2 separate regions of the Rattus norvegicus genome follow, and region 1 is linked to region 2. Evidence: chromatin contacts called from public Hi-C data. All regions are on one chromosome and are shown on one strand. The core of a region is the stretch at or near the end of the contact, and the rest is flanking DNA. Distances in the headings are between cores, read along the strand shown. Region 1 overlaps Srd5a1 (steroid 5 alpha-reductase 1). Region 2 has its middle 26 kb from the start of Nsun2.

What was found. A called contact is a pair of places that touch in the nucleus more often than the background predicts.
Region 1: a contact with region 2 is called in a Hi-C map of liver, with 2.4 times the contacts expected there. The contact joins two enhancer-like sites. A contact is called at or near these places in 3 of 12 Hi-C or Micro-C datasets (kidney and liver).

Annotation. Positions count from the first base shown.
Region 1 is chr1:35,531,420-35,535,193 of GRCr8, reverse strand. The region is part of intron 3 of Srd5a1 (steroid 5 alpha-reductase 1); the gene reads right to left. Among named protein-coding and RNA genes, the nearest start is that of Srd5a1, 18 kb to the right of the region's middle. Within about 2 kb of position 1,378, at least 4 of the 93 cell types and tissues checked have an H3K27ac peak or open chromatin away from gene starts, as enhancers often do. A contact at or near this core is called in liver, where this site is marked.
Region 2 is chr1:35,486,166-35,489,754 of GRCr8, reverse strand. No RefSeq gene overlaps it. Among named protein-coding and RNA genes, the nearest start is that of Nsun2, 26 kb to the left of the region's middle. Within about 2 kb of position 1,959, at least 1 of the 93 cell types and tissues checked has an H3K27ac peak or open chromatin away from gene starts, as enhancers often do. A contact at or near this core is called in liver, where this site is marked.

The DNA of each region.
Region 1 (3,774 bases), core at 129-2,628, 46 kb before region 2:
CCATTCAATGTCATGAGCTTCTGGAGGCTGTGCTTTCACCGTCAGGTAGTCCTGTCTCGATCCTAGATCTTCTGTGTGACTATCTATGCCTGTGTTTCCTCCATTCCCTCACTGCCTCAGTCAGGTCCAAGTCCCAAAGAGGGTCTGTGACCTAACGTACAATTAAAGGGCATGATTTCAAATTCTAGGGGTTAAATTGTAGCGCGTGTGCGTGTGCACATCTCAAGTTCTGCACTTTTAGAATTCCTGTCCTCGTGCATCTGTGGTCAGAGCCCAGCAGGTTGTGGGGATCATGTGTTGCTTTAGATGCTTCTTGGGATGACACTGTCTCACTTGCCACCACAGAAAATAAGCCAGGCATGGTGGCACGGGACTGTTACCTCAGCACCAGATATGTAAGATCCTGCAGGAAAACCAAAGTGTCTTAGGGATATGACTCAGGACTTAGGGTATAGGCAGTGCTGCGGGAGGGGCTAGTATGCAAAGGAGGACTAGAGTCTGGGCGTGTGGTCAAAGGCAGCTGAGGGTTCTTGTCACCAAGTTTGATGACCTAAGTCCAACCCTCTGACCCCACAGGTTGGCAGGAAGAACTGAATCCATGAGTTGTCCTCTGACCTCCACACTTGTGAGGTGACATGTGTCTGCCCTGCACACATACGAATACACATACCCACATGATGATGATGATGATGATGATGATGATGATGATGAAAAATGGAAAAACAAAACAAAACAAAACCCTGACTCCTCGAACTAGGCACCTCTGCAGTCTCCCTTCAAATGCCACCCCAACATGGAGTGAGGCTGCAACAGGACACTAAGTGATCTTTCTCTTTGGTGTCCAGTGTGGAGAAGTGACTTTCTGGGGGAAACATGTGGGGGTGGGAACGGGGGTGGGTGAGCGCACAGCTGACTAACATCCCAGACACTCTGCTAGGTACTGCCCCTTTAAGACACAGGATGCATGTGACAAGAGTGCGTGACAAGTGTGTATAACATGCCACAAATGAATGCACTGCCAAGACATTAATATATGCTAATTTTATAAAGCTTACGATCAGGTCAGATGGCTCAGTCACCTGCCTTGTAAGCACAAGGGCTTGATTTTGATCCCCATCCCACAATCTCCGATCTCGGGAGATGGAGGCAGGCAGATCCCAGGGCCTTCTGACCAGCCAATCAAGCTTTTATGTGCTCTTTACAACGTTTTGAACAAAACAAACCCAGTGAATTGTTGCTGTCACCTATAACCTACAGTGCTTGCCCTTTGTCCAAGTTGCATGCTGCGAGTGTGGACTCGCTGGGATCCTATCTCCATATCTCCTCCAGATTCTGCCACCAACCTGCCAAACCACCTCGTTTGGCCTTGGCCGGTGGCACAGTTCACAGTAACTGCTGGCTCTGGTAAATGACTCCGCAGGGCGTGGCTCAGTCACTGAGCACAGACCTAGCATAGGAGAAAATGTGGTTGTGCTGAAGGTAGCGGCCAAAGAGTCTCTTGAAATCCATAGCGTTTGGCGAGGGGGTGAGTTCAAGACTCAGCTGTCACACCTCGTCCCGCGTGTCCTGGGTCTTCAAAACCACCAACAGAGTGCATGCAAGGGATGCTAGGGCAAAAAGCCTTTGTTTCCTCCTGGGTGGGGGTTGGGGGTGGGGGCACTCAAGGATCTGAACAGCCACCAAGCAGAGGAATGTCCGGGTGTAGCCAATGGTTTTCTGTCTGTTTCCTGCAATGTGTGCGGAGCTCCTCTGAATGGCAGGCGTGAGGCTCGGGCTTCCTCACCAATGCTCTCTTGACTTCAGTTTTGAGGGCATCCAGGGGCTTCCCCCTGCTTGTGGGGGTATCATGGAACTGAGTCTCAGACTTCATTTGATTCTGTTTTCCTTTCCATCTTTGACGTCGTCCTTCGGCGGGACCTGCTGGTTGTTCGGCTGTTGTTCTTGGTGTCCCTCCCCAAAAAGATTAGAAATGACGATCTGTATACGAGATGGCCTGACCTTTCCTGCGTGGCCGTGGCATCTCTTGTTGTCTGGGAGACATTAGCCTTTGCATCTCTGCTGAGCTTGTTCTAAGGGCTGTGTTGGCCTCTGGGGATGGTGCTGCTGCAGACAAGGGGGCGGTTAGTCCTCACTGTGGGGTGAAAGCAGATCCGCAGGCAGCACTCTGCTCCAGTCAATAGGCACCGAGGCTGCAGCCTCTTCATTCTGACCCCCAAGACAAACCGCACTGGGTGGGGTGTCAGCTGCAGCTTCCTCTCCTCCCTGAGAGGCATTCCTGTTCAGACAGGTTTCACTGCTGTTTCCTCAACAGTATGTCAGTGAGGGTCTCTTTACTTTCTCTTTCTTGATCTTCAGGTTTTTTGTTAATATGTTGGGACAGGTTTAGGACATAAATCTGCAACTGACATCAAGAAATGAGAGAGTCTTGGCATGATGGCACATGCCTTTGATACTAATCCTTGGGAAACGGAAGCAGGGATCCTGCCATCTCTGGACTCTATGAGTATCAGTGACTATGAAGTGTCCCCCATAGACTCATGTGTTTGAGCACTTTGTCCCCAGTTCCTGGCACCATCCAGGCAGCTCACAGAATTTTTAGGAGAAAATGGCTGTCAAGGTGGGTAGACTTTCAGAGTATTTCTAGCCCACTCCCGATTTTACCCTAGATCTTTCGGCTTCCAGATTCCTACTGTGAAGTATTCTGGCCATTTCTGCTGCCATGCTTCTCGGCACCCTCTCAACTGCAAGCCAAAACAAATCCTTCCCCAAGTTACTTTCTGTTCAGTAACTAGCTCTAGAGATGAGAGAGGTGTGCTGAGTCTCTTAGATGTGGTGTTTCTTGAACCTGTCACTTCTGTGATGGCTTGGGCACTTTGTGCATCCTTCTATTTGTTCCCTGTATCTGGCTCCCATGGCTGGAATCAGGTGCTTATCATGCAGATGTTGGTGGGAGCCAGGAGATAGGGACAGGGGCAGTCCCTGTCACTCTCCTTTAGAAAGTCACACTGGACTCTCCTGTGGAGTTCACAAGCACTCACAACTTCAACGGCCCTCTCCCATCCCTCACCTCTTGCCCCTCTTCCCATTACACCCGGGTTGTGCTGCTGTCTCCTTCACAGTGAAACCTTCGCACACAGAGGAGGGCATGTGACTGAGAAATCACTCTATACGCTTACACAGCTCAGGAAACTCCTGAAAGCAACAGGGTTGACAGGGTGTACCTCTCACGCTAGAAAGGCAATAGTTACCACTGGGGAGGAGAGACTCTCTGGCCCGTCAAGCTGCCAGTGGGCAAGTCAGGCAGGGTAAGTCCAGCAATGTGGCTTTCATGAGTCACTACCCTGGCTGGGGTGGGCTGTGGGGGGCCCAGCTGCCTCTGAGTCACCCCTGCTCCTGTAAACCACACCAACCAACCCACCTGCTCATGACTCTAGACTGGAGTAGAATCCTTTCTTCCAGCAGTCATTGGTGCCCTGCCTTGGGGGGTGGGAGGAGTCACACAGCAGCCTGTCACACAACTGGACATCTTATTTTTGGTATTAGTCGACCTCACGTGCTTTCTTTATCAATATTTCAGGTTCATCCACAAAACTCTCCTAGTTTACCCATCAGTGACACCTCCATCCAGTTCTCTGTGTCAGCGTAACTCTTAAACATGGTGCTCTAGTTCCTCGTGGGACCCATGACTTTAGAATATCCCTTCCTTTGGGCATGATACTGCAGTGAGGGCTGTATAGATGTGGTGAAGGCAGGTGCCTCTGGGGCTTTACAGCC
Region 2 (3,589 bases), core at 710-3,209:
AGCAGGTCAGGAAGCAGGAGCTGATGCAGAGGCCATGGAGGGATGTTACTTACTGGCTTGCTTCCCCTGGCTTGCTCAGCTTGCTTTCTTATAGAACTCAGGACTACCAGCTCAGGGATGGCACCACCCACAATGCTTGGGCCCTTCCCTCTTGTTCACTAATTGAGAAAATGCCTTACAGATGGATCTCATGGAGGCATTTCCTCAAGGGAGCCTCCTCTGTCTGAAAACTCCAGTTTGTGTCAAGTTGGCACACAAAACCACGGCCCATCTTCAGCCATGATCTATGGACAGCCCTGTGGTGGGTGACTCAGAAACTCAGCAGGGTAAGAACATTGACCCACACTCAACACAACTGTCACATTCCTCCTCCTCCAATGTTCACCTGTGGGCTAATGGTTAGAGAACTAGATGGAAGCATGGCAAACAACTAAAAATAAAGTGGGAGGAAGGACATAGCCATACACATGGACGGACGGACGGGAGCATGCTTCTGGAAGCCCATACACATGGACGGACGGACGGGAGCATGCTTCTGGAAGCCCATACACATGGACGGACGGACGGGAGCATGCTTCTGGAAGCCCATACACATGGACAGATGGACGGGAGCATGCTTCTGGAAGCCCATATACATGGACGGACGGACGGGAGCATGCTTCTGGAAGTGATCTTGGTCAGGAAGTATGTACATTTCAAGTAATAGCTGGTATTATTAGGCTTGTCAATTATCAGCATAGATTCAATGGCAAGACATAGTGTGGAGGGTTGGGTAGGTACGGCCCCCATAGACTCATGAGTGAATGCCCGGCTCACTGGGAGTGGCACTATTAGGTATGTAGCCTTGTTGGAGTAGGTATGGCATTGGGAGAAGTGTGCCAACTGTGGGGACAGGCTTTGAGATCTATGAACACAGTCCCCTTCTGTTGCCTATAGATCAAGATGTGGAACTTCTGGCTTCTCCAGCCCCATGTCTGCCTGTAGGCCGCCATACCTCCCAACACGACTTGTTTTTAAAACAACATCCGATTAACCACATGAAGACACAGGACCCAGACACTGATGAAAGCCTGCTAGCTCAGAGAGGCAGAGAGAGAGAGCACCCAGCTGGACCGTCCTCCTCCACTTACACCCCAGAAGGAAAAAGCCCCTCCTTGTTCTCCTCACTGTCTTAAATACCCTTCAACTCAAAGACCCTCCTTCCTCCTTCCTGGGTTTCCTTATGTTCACTCCCTGTCAACTGATTGCTTGCTGTGCTCTTGACCTATCGTTGACTTCATTTAGCTCTTGTTTACAGAAAGCTCTTGGGTTAAAGGTGTGTGCCAGGGCTGAGCCACACCACGTACTTGTTTATAGCAAACAGAAAGCTCTTGAGTAAAAAGTCCACAGCAAGGTTTTTCCTGTTCACAATCCTGGGGTTCACAACGTGATTGAGATGCCAAATCTTTTAAGTTCAGACTTCATTTTAAAGAACCTGACCTAAGTTTGAACTCAGGTAAACTAACTAGAACTCAGGCTGGTGCCTAGCATTAGTTTTTAAGTTACCTCCCAACAAACTCAAGCCTAGCTCCAGTCTCTAGGCTAATCCCCAACAGGACCAGCATTTCCAGGTTATACCCTCAACAAGAGCAGCGCTCCAGGTTATTCCCCCAATAAATTTGCACCCCCAGGTTACAAGCCTACCCCCAGCCTAACAACCACCAGTACAGAGTGGAGCAGAAGTTAAGTTTATAATATGACTCCCAGCACCAGCCAATTATATTAAGGGGCCATAGTAGTGTTCCAATTACATGCCTGCACACACACTTCCTACTTGCTGCTTACTATAAAGCCCTGCCCCGTATACATTTGGGGTTCTCCCACCATTAAAACCATCCTGCATGAGAGGTGTGTTGGGGGGTGGGGGCTGAGCTAGCTTGAATAGACTAAAGACCGTGCTGTGAGTTGCATCAGATCGGCTCCTGTGTTTTTCGGGGATCATTAACATTTCCCTGGCACTCCATGATCAAATAACCTGTAACAGACTGAATCTCTGTAAGCCAGCCCCAATGAAATGTTTTTCTTACAATAGTTGATTTGCTCATGGTATCTCTGTCTTCACAGCAATGAACCCTTAACTAAGACAAAAATTGGTACCAGGGACTGGGGTATTGCAGTGATAGGCCTAACCATGCTTTTGTTTGGAGGAATGTGCATTTGGGGACTGTCTTAGGGTTTTACTGCTGTGGACAGACACCATAACCAAGGCAAATCTTATAAAGGACAGCATTTAATTGAGGCTGGCTTACACGTTCAGAGGTTCAGTCCATTACCATTATGGCAAGAGGATGGCAGCATCCAGGTAGGCACAGTGCAGGCAGAGCTGAGAGTTCTACATCTTCATCAGAAGGCTGCTAGTGGAATACTAACTTCCAGGCAGCTAGGGTGAAGGTCTTAAGCCCATGCCCACAGTGACACACCTTCTCCAACAAGGCCACACCTCCCATCAGTGCCACTTCCTAGACTAAGCATATACAAACTATAACAGATTTTGGATTTTGAAAGCAGTGGAATGCTTTAAATGGGACTTAATAAACCATACTATTAGAAGCATGGGGGCTGGAGAGATGGCTCAGTGGCGAAGAGCACCGACTGCTCTTCCAGAGGTCCCAAGTTCAATTCCCAGCAACCACATGGTGGCTCACAACCATTCTAGCGGAATCTGACGCCCTCTTCCCGTGTGTCTTAAGACAATGACAGTGTACACTATACTTACATGAAACAAATAAATATTAAAAAGAATTGTTTAGAAGCACGGAAAACCGTGGGGATGATTTGAACTGTGGGGACTTGGCTTACAGTGGAGAAGAATTTTAATATGTTGCCTAGAGATTGTTCTCAGTGATATTCTGGTGATGAAGAACGTGACTGCTTTTGGCCCTTGTCCAAAGAGTCTGCTTGGAGCTAAGGTGAGGAGATTTAGATTAATTGCATTAGGAAAGAAAATCTCAAAATGGCCTAAGACAGAACCCATTCTGTGGTTCACTTTTATGAAGAGTGTTTTGATCAAAGGTAGCAAGCTGAGAAAGGAAAAATACAAAATGTATGGTTCAGGGATTAAAAAGACACCAGGAAATAGAAAGGCCCTAAATCCTGTGCTCAAAAGAGATAAATACATTAAAGTTATTAAATGGAATTAAGGCACACAGTGACCTCCAGGCAAGATTCCATCCAGCTATCCTCCCATTTATGAAAAGGAATTAAAGAAAAACTTGAGTCCAAGCATAGTGGTACACACCTTTAATCCCCAAACTCAGAAGACCCATGCTGAGGTCAAGGCCAGCCTGGTCTGCAGAACAAATTCCATGACAGCCAAGCTTAGGCAGTGATGGAAACCATTGAAAACAGAAAGTTGGTAATGATGTAATTGAACATGGGGGTCATGTTCCAGCCCTAGCAAGCAGCAGACCTTGTCAGGTTTGGCCATGTGGTTCTGGCTTTATGGTCAAAGATAATAAGAAAGAGGTTATAGATTTTCCCTCTGCAACTAAAGAAAGTTGCTGAAGTCAGATGTGTGGCAGGGATGTCCTTGTACAGAAGCTCAGTGAAT